2 separate regions of the Zea mays genome follow, and region 1 is linked to region 2. A link is a contact called in public Hi-C data. All regions are on one chromosome and are shown on one strand. The core of a region is the stretch at or near the end of the contact, and the rest is flanking DNA. Distances in the headings are between cores, read along the strand shown. Region 1 holds the start of LOC542023 (dxr protein). Region 2 holds the start of LOC100191726.

Region 1 (4,404 bases), core at 1,725-4,224, 170 kb after region 2:
AACTTGTTTCTTATTTCTAACGCTAACCCGGCTTGTAGTTGTGTTTATATTTGTAAATTTCAGTTTCGCCCTATTCACCCCCCCCTCTAGGCGACTATCACCAGTATAATAGGTAATTGTAGGCTTGTGAGAAGCAGGATCATCGGACCTGATCTTTGGTCCAACGATGTGTATCATACTAGTTTGATGCCCTCTATTCCAGTATTTATCAAGATTCGTAGAATGTGTTTATTCCATTGGTTGTTTGTAAGGACCTTGTGTAGTGCTATTCTTTTTTATCGCATTTGTGTATACATTGGAGGTAATGTTTCTCAATGCTTTGATGCGCAACTAAAAGTCGCCTAGAGGGGGGGTGAATAGGGCGAAACTGAAATTCTCAAAAATAATCACAACTACAAGCCGGGTTAGCGTTAGAAATATAATTGAGTCCGCGAGAGAGGGTGCAAAACAAATCGCAAGCGAATAAGGAGTGAGACACGTGGATTTGTTTTACCGAGGTCGGTTCTTGCAAACCTACTCCTCGTTGAGGTGGTCACAAAGACCGGGTCTCTTTCAACCCTTTCCCTCTCTCAAACGGTCCCTCGGACCGAGTGAGCTTTTCTTCTCAATCACTTGGAACACAAAGTTCCCACAAGGACCACCACAAGATTGATGTCTCTTGCCTTAATTACAAGTGAGTTTGATCTCAATGAAGAATCAAAGAAAGCACGATTGCAAAAGCCAAGCGACAAGAGCGGCAAATAACACACGGATCACTTTCTCTCTCAAGTCACTAATCACTAATGATCTCTTTTCTCAATTGTGAAACTTGGAGAGATGGAGGCTTTGAATGTGTCTTGGAATGGATTGCTAGCTCTTGTATTGAATGTTGAAGGTTGGAATGCTTGGGTTGTAAATGGAGGTGGTTGGGGTTGTATTTATAGCCACCAACCACTTCCTAGCCGTTGCTCCATTCTGCCGAGTGCGGACGGTCCGCCCGTCTGGTCCGGACGGTCCGCCCCTGTAGATCAACGGCTGAAAACGCAACGGTCAACAGTAACGGCTATATCAACGGCTATATTGCATTTAATGCGTCGTCAGATGTCAGATAAAGCCAGTCGCGGACGGTCCGGTCGTGCACCCCGGACGGTCCGCGAGGACGCTATAATTCATTTTTTTCGAACCCGTCACCTTCGGGTTTTTCGGTTCCTCACCTACCGGACGGTCCGCGCCTGAGGCCGGACGGTCCGCGTGAGATCTCGGACGGTCCTTGCTTTTCCTCCGGACTGTCCGTAATGCAGACTTGGATTTTTGCATTGGTTCTGTTCGAGAGTCATCCTGGTATTGCGGACGGTCCGCCGCAAGTGCCCGGACGGTCCGCGCTTGGCCTGTTTTTCCAAAAAGCTTCTCCTGTCTGGAATAATCTACGGTATTCCGGACAGTCGATTTAGTGCAGTTGTAAATGAACCTTTGGCACCTGTAGAACATATAATCTAGAGCAAACTAGTTAGTCCAATTATTTGTGTTGGGCAATTCAATCACCAAAATCAATTGGGAAATAAGTGTAAGTCTAATTCCCTTTCATCAACCATGATGAGAGCCAGAAATTTGCCAGCCTTTATCTATCTTGTTGCACGTGATATCTTACTCTCAATGCTCTCGCTAAGCATTCTAGATTAGTTTACTCTTAATGGGGCAGCATCCGGTTACTTAGAACATGTTTGTTCCCTTGCAGAATTATATAATCCAGCTTATTTTGTATAGATTATATAAGCCAGATTATATAATCTTGTTAGAGATGTTATTACACAAATTATTAGTTTGTAAAAAGCCAAATAATAATTTAAAATAAGAACCTAATGACTTGCTTATGGATTATTGTAGTCTATATATCTAAATTATATAATCCATTTCAATATGTGATGTTTGTTCGTCTTTTAACTTATTTAAGCTGGGTTATATAATCTAAAGGGTAAACAAACAGTGCCTTAGGCTCTGTTTCTTCCAGGATTATATAATCCAACTTATATATATTTGTTTTTTTTCCAGGATTATATAATCCAACTTATGGATTATATAATAACCTAATTTAGATATCTAGATTATATAATCCACCTAATAATATGTGTTGTTTGTTTGTCATTTAACTTATTTAAGCTGGATTATGTAATCTAGAGGGTAAACAAACATGGCTTTAGTTTGTCTTTTGACTTCTAAAAAGTTTGTGAACTATGAGCTTGGAAAACTATAATAAATTATGGGCTATAAAAAGCGTTTGTTTCAAAAAAATATAACTTATTTTATACCGCTATTTTGTTTGAAACAACTACTCGCTCCGTCCCAAATTAAAAATTGTTTTAGTTTTTAATGAATTCATACAATAATTAATGTGCGTGTTTGTATTTATTGTCTAGATTCATCATGATCCATTTAAATATAGATATAAAATCTAAAAGCTAAAGAATACTAATTTGAGACGGAAGGAGTAAAACAATTCTTAATTTTACCATTTGAAAAAACAACAAAACAAAAGCTAAAGTACTATTTAATGTGCTTTTAAACCTGTTCTATTTAAAATAGCTGCTTTAAAAAAACAAGTTCCTTATTTCCAGTTTTGATTTTTTTTTAAAAAAAAGAAAAACAGCTCCTAGCGGCTAGCCCAGGCATCCAATTTGACTGGCGGAGTTATCCCAGTCCATGAGTGGTGACTCTGTGACTGACTGGTCAGACGTCACCCTAGCCAGTATCACCAGCCGAGCCGACTGTCTGTGGGTCTGTCCACGCTCCTGAGTAGCAACTCACACAAGTCACCAAGCGAGCAATACAAAATCAGCGAGCAGGCGGGCTGGCATCGGCCGGTTGCGGTGGCATCCATAGGACTCTCAGATTCCCATCTCGTCTTCTTATCTCCACTTCTCCCTCCACACACATCCCCTCCTCTCTCTCCTCTGTTTATAAAACTCGCCAGGCGCAATCTCTCTCGCTCCGTCCATCCCCGTCGCCAGCATCGCTTCCACTTCGGTCTCAGCGACGGTCGCCACCACCGCTCCCCTCCCTCTCCCCCTCCTCGCCCAGCGGCAATTACCACAGCCTCCCCAGCAAGCCGGGATGGCTGCACTCAAGGCATCGTTCCGGGGTGAGCTCAGCGCCGCTTCCTTCCTCGACTCCAGCAGGGGACCTCTCGTCCAGCACAAAGGTTGGATCTTTTCCTCTTTCGGTGCCTCCTTTTTTTCCCCGATCGGTGCATGAGCTTATCTTCTTGCTTTTCCGGCCTTATGCACTCGAGACTTTGCCGCCCCTATGTTTTCTAGCCACTTTGATGATGCTTCTTGACCCATTCCCATCGATTTAGTTTGGTATTTCTGGGTTCCATTCCAAGCGTACTGCGATGTGTGTCACCGTGCGAATTTGTGCCGTCCTGATGTTCATCGCTCTTCATCCCACTTGCCGGCTATGCCTCGTTTACCGTTATAGGAAACGCTAATAGTATGGTTGGGTCCCGTCTCCGTGTAGAGTGAGTGCATGGGAACTGCGAGCCTCGGAGGGTATAGTCATTGTAAAGTTGCATACTCTGATTCTAATAACTGTTATGATTTTGACATCCTAAAAGGCAGGATTTTTCAGGTTCTCTGGAGAAAAAGTCACACTGTAGTTCCTTTACTACTCTGATTTAAAACATAGAATTTTCTGCTAACGCGGGTTACAGGGCCGGGATTTCCAGAATGTTATGCGGCCTTTTCTGTGTCTGGAATCGCCTCTTACGTGTGTCTGGAATCGCTTCGTTTGTCATCAGTCATCACATGGATGAATTAAATTCCGAAATATTTGGGCCTCAACTTGCTGTTTGCTACTTCAGACGTTGGAATATGTATTGTTCTTCGAATATATTCCCCACAGGTTCCAATTCAGTTTACACTTTCTAGTGATTTGATATGATCCAGAGGTGGTAGCACCGTTATCATGTGACGCTCGGTTAAGTTAACTGGTCGGTGCACAGGGGTATTGCAGTTTACATGAATGTTTACAGAATTTGTCAAATGAGGTCAATAATTCAGGGTTTAAACTCGTCCACTTTATGAACCATATTGCAGTCGGGGCACGGTTGCCGTGGTCTTTCTTACCTATATAGACTTATTTCTAGTGTAAATTCTGGTTACTAATGTTGTTTTCTAATCTTACTTTGATTTCTCATTGCAGTGGATTTTACGTTTCAAAGGAAGGGCAAACGAGCTATTTCACTGAGAAGGACATGCTGTTCTATGCAACAGGCTCCACCACCAGCATGGCCTGGGCGAGCTGTTGCTGAGCCTGGCCGGAGGTCATGGGATGGCCCAAAGCCTATCTCGATTGTTGGTTCAACTGGTTCCATAGGAACACAGGTAAAGGGATTTATCGAATACTCATGTATGAAATTTGTCAGTCCAT
Region 2 (4,782 bases), core at 1,778-4,277:
ATTAATTCCATACCTTCAGTATTTGCAGGGTCAAAGTTGACTGCAAGAACATTCTTTTGCCACATTCAACTATTGGAATTTGATACGTACTTGATGTGCTTCCAATTTAGGATTAAATGAACATCCTACAGGCTCAACTTCAACAACAGAAATAACATCATATGTGCTAGATCTCTACTGTTAGAAATTTTAAAAACAAGCATTTATTTTAACTATATAGAAAATTGCAGACGACATCAAATTCAAGATTTTAAAAAATAGAAACATGCGTGTATACATGTTTATGCTCCCTTTGCAGGTTGAACTTCCTTACTAATATCACTTTTCTCCTTAGCCTTTACAACAAGCTACATAAATCCTTCTCTCTAAATAATGACATAAATAAATATTTAGGACAATTATGATTATACCCTCCCCAGCATTGCAATTGTGATTTTACCCCTCATTTTTCAACTTTGTGATTTTACCCCTCAGTTTCAAAAACAAAGCCGCCATTTGCCCCTCTCCCTTAACACCGTTAACGAAAATCAGATTAATGATTAAAAAATAAAAAAAATGAGGGATAATTTTACAACTGCAATGTGAGAGAAGAGTATAATCACAATTAACCTAAAAATAATGTTGAAATTTTCATAATTGCAATGTGAGAGAAAGATAAAATCACAATTGTTCGCGCAAGGATGAGCGCGAGGCGGGCGGGGCCCGTTGGCTGGTGGGGGTGCCACCATAGGCCAGATCCCCAAATGAAGGAATCACAAAGGGAGAGCCGGATGGAGAGGGGCAACAGGGGATCTTGCTGCCGGCCAGCAACAGCGACCTGTTCACCTCCTCCGCCATCTGCACGAAGGGGAGAACGCCGCAGGGAACCACGTGCGCTCACCCTTGCGCGAATGAGAGAATGCATTTCGACCCCGTCGTAGTTCTCAATCATTTCGTGGCACCGGGTGTGGCTGAACCATCTACGATGGGGGGAGCGAAGGGAGGAAGCTTAGATAAGAGAATACGCTCTCGCATCGCTTTTTTTGTAGAAAGCTCGACCAGCGATAAAAAGTGTTTGGCCCGAGCCAAAAGCTAAGTCTAGTATTGCAAGGGAACAAGTCCGTATTGGCATGATTGCTAGCTGCGGTAGCAGAAGTAGATGTGTGCCTTTTTCTAGAATCGAAAGTGAAACATCGGTGTAAAAGATTGAGTGGGTTTCCATAGAAATAGTCAGGGGCGGAACTACCGCGAATGGTGAAACTATTGCATGCCAAGTTGCCAACTGGAGTTAGGGGTTCTAGAAGGAACGGTGGATAAAGCTTCCTCTAGTAGGCTTCTAGAGCGTCCGTCGATCGGAGGAGGTAAACTGAATTATCCTAAAATACTGGATTGATACTAAAATAATTACACATATTTTTTTAAATAATTGACTTTTAAATTTAAATTAGATTATTAAACTTATGTTCATATCTTCTAATATGTTTAGTATAATATGTATTTGATTAGATTTTAGACATTGACTCTACAAAGAAGGATATTATTCTAAATTGTCTTTTTGTGGTGTTGCTCTCCCTCTCAGAATGAGCCATAAAAATAGGGAGAAGAGAGAACACAACAAATGGGACGGCTTTTCCATGATAGCCACGGGACGATGAGACCAAGATCTTTTTTCACTATATAGTAGAGTAATCGTCTTGGAACCTTGCATATTTCTAACTGAATACTAATCCCAGCGGTGAATCCAACGGTGGGCCACAGAGCTCTAACCCTCTCCCTACCCCGCTGTGAAGCTGTCGGACCAATGGAGTTTCTTTTCTTTTTTTTTTCTTTGGGATTTTAGATATAGATTGAGAAAAGACTAAAAGGGTGTTTGGTTTTCAACCGAAAGTCTAATCTGTGTCACTTGGATGTTTGAATGCCACTTACAAGTATTAAATATATTTTAATTAAAATAATTAATCACACATATGAAGTCTAGAATCTATTAACTCCAATTAATCCACTATTAATAAATGTTTAGGTAACATCACATCGGTAAATTATAGACTAATTAGACTTAATAGGTTCGTTTTACCGTTTTGTCCTCATCTATGTAATTAGTTTTATAATTAAACTATATTTAATATTTTTTAACTAGCATTCAAACATTCGATCCGATAGTAACTAAAATTTAGTAGTTCCATCCAAACACCCTTTAAGCCTATCTAAAGGTTGAAGGAGTCATCATTCTAGTTAGTTTAGTGTTTGGTTCTAGAGTATAATTGGACAGGATGACTCCATTCCAGTTTCTAAATATTGAATGGCCAAGTTCCCAGTTTTGAAGATAGAATGGCTTCGTTTCATTCCGTGAGCGAAGAGATTCGATAGTTTTTCAGAGAGCAGTAAGATTCAACATATTATAGAAATAGTTTTTTAGCCGCTCCGTTCCAGCCTTTTCCTCAACCAAACACTACTAATGGTGGAACTGTCTTGAACCAACCACAACATTTATCCTGAATTCACCATAGAATAATAGGCTATTTTGATTAAGACGTTAGACTAAACAAATGCAACCATCATTACACTATCTATAGTTTAATTAAAGAATCAAATGGCCATTTTGGACGGCCCTACCATGTTGCCTTAGGTGCTTGATGACCGTGATTTGAATGACGTGGAAAGATTTGTTGATTGGTGGTGCATTTTTCTTTTATCGGGGGGAGAACTTCGAGTTAAGGAAATGGATGAAGAATTATGGTTTCATGAAGCTGAAAATCTATTCTAAAAAGCGGTGTATAACGTGTGTATTTCAATTTTCGGGTAGGGGACTGTACTGTAAAGCAAATAGACCTCTAGCGAATCAAATATGAGGAGAAACTTTCGGCAAAAAAAAAACAGTGAGAGATGCAATTTTGTGTCTCTGATGTACCTTTGTTTCGCCTCGTGTGATCGTGTCCGTACGAAAATGTGTACTTCATGTCGTTTTTGCTTCGCTGCCCGAGGCAGAAACCGTAACAGGATAATCGTCCCAGAGACCCAGACTCCCCCGCTCCCAATCCCACCACCACCCACCTTCTTGCAATTGCAGCCGCCAGCCGGTAGTGGCAGTACGGCAATTTCAGCCTCAGCTGAAGGTCACTGTCTCTCTTCCATCTTTTTCTCTCTCAACAAAACTCCCTGAATTGCAAACTCCACCAAAACAAACTCCAAGCCCATCCATCACCAGTCCTCTGTCCCCTCCCCGACCGCAACGATCTGCTTTGCATCTTCCCCTTCCTCCAATTCCAGTCCCATGCGTAATCGTCTTTCGGAATTGAATCTCTCCATGTCATGGCGCTCTGAGCAAGTACAGCTGCAGTCAGTGAGAGAAATGTAGGCACCACAAATCGGTCCAGCAAATCCCTGCTCGTGCTCTACCAAAAAATCCAGTCTTTTTCCAGCCCAAATCCGCCTCTTCCGCTGCTGCCATAAAGTCCGGACTTTACGAGGCTTTCACGACGTGCGAGATTTCTGTTATCGATCTCCACGAACCCGATAGCCTGCCATAAAGTCTGCACAGACGCTTCGCATTGCTTCAACCAAAGATCCATCCAAACTCTGCACCCCAGAAAGCTAGTACGATCTCGGGGGGACATGAAGCGCCTGCAGTGCTTCAAGCAGAGCAGCGGCGGCGGCAATGGTGGCGGGCCGGGGAAGCGCCTGGAGCGGCGGCTGTCGCTGGGCGAGTACAAGAAGGCAGTGTCGTGGTCCAAGTACCTCGTAGCGCCGCCGGGGGCTAGGATCCGGAGCGGCGGCGAGGAGCTGTGGAGCGCCGACCTGTCCAAGCTGGAGATCCGGGGCAAGTTTGCGTCAGGCCGGCACAGCCGCGTCTACTCCGGCAGGTACACCGGCCGCGAGGTGGCCATCAAGATGGTCAGTCAGCCGGAGGAGGACGCCGCGCTCGCCGCTGAGCTAGAGCGCCAGTTCGCCTCCGAGGTCGCGCTCCTACTTCGCCTCCACCACCCAAACATCATCTCGGTATGAACTCATTACTTTGTTTCTTCTCATATTCTCTCTCTATTTTTTTTTAAAAATGATATTTTACTTTACCGCACAATTATTCTTGGCATGGACTTGGTTGATATGAGATGACCAGCTTAGATTTCGGACCATATCGTTTGGCCTGTGCCACCAGTGTAGTAAACTCTGTCCTCGGATAACCCAAGGCATTTCGTCCAGTCCAGCTTAAACAAATTTATGTCTGCAATGTATCCTTGTCCGGCTGTCTCAGATGTTCATTTCTTGAGCTGTCGGTGGAGGATCTGCCCCCTAACCACTGCATGGTACTAGTAATCTCTGCTATAAGAATCCTTGATTTTAAAACTGAATTGATCAAACGGAAAAAAGGAGTAAAAGTCCGGCGTATATGTGTTTGCAAGATACTTGTCGGGTTCTTGGTTTGATCTTTCTTTGAAGTGCCGAATTTTTATTTGTTTGAACACATTTTTTTTCAGTTGAAATTGTATGTCCCACATCATTGTTCCTTTGTTGGTTACTTGGTTGTTCTTTCTATCCGTGAAGTAGGCTGTAGGAGTTGTTAGGCTAACTGATCTTCACATTAAAGTGAAAACCTTTATGCTTTGCTTGGATTGGAGGGACAGGGGTGAAGATAAGATAATTCTGGAGTGAGGCTATTTGTGCTTACCTACACCGTAACAACCTGACAAACAGGGAGGCGACCTTTTAGTATGAAATTGATATTTCGATAGTGAAATGGTTGACAAGTATATAAAATTTGACAGTAGAATTGTTCAGGAAAAGACAAATCGTCCTGACTATGCCCCT

The links. Hi-C and Micro-C count contacts between places; a contact is called where the count stands out from the background.
Region 1: a contact with region 2 is called in a Hi-C map of ear, with 2.1 times the contacts expected there. The contact joins the promoter of LOC542023 here to the promoter of LOC100191726 in region 2. A contact is called at or near these places in 4 of 25 Hi-C or Micro-C datasets (ear, endosperm and leaf).

What each region holds. Positions count from the first base shown.
Region 1 is chr3:30,346,073-30,350,476 of Zm-B73-REFERENCE-NAM-5.0, forward strand. LOC542023 (dxr protein) reads left to right here and starts at 2,975. Exons shown (of 12, transcript NM_001111669.1): 1 at 2,975-3,175; 2 at 4,177-4,358. The coding sequence starts at 3,088.
Region 2 is chr3:30,171,311-30,176,092 of Zm-B73-REFERENCE-NAM-5.0, forward strand. LOC100191726 reads left to right here and starts at 3,028. Exons shown (of 3, transcript NM_001137155.2): 1 at 3,028-3,975. The coding sequence starts at 3,592.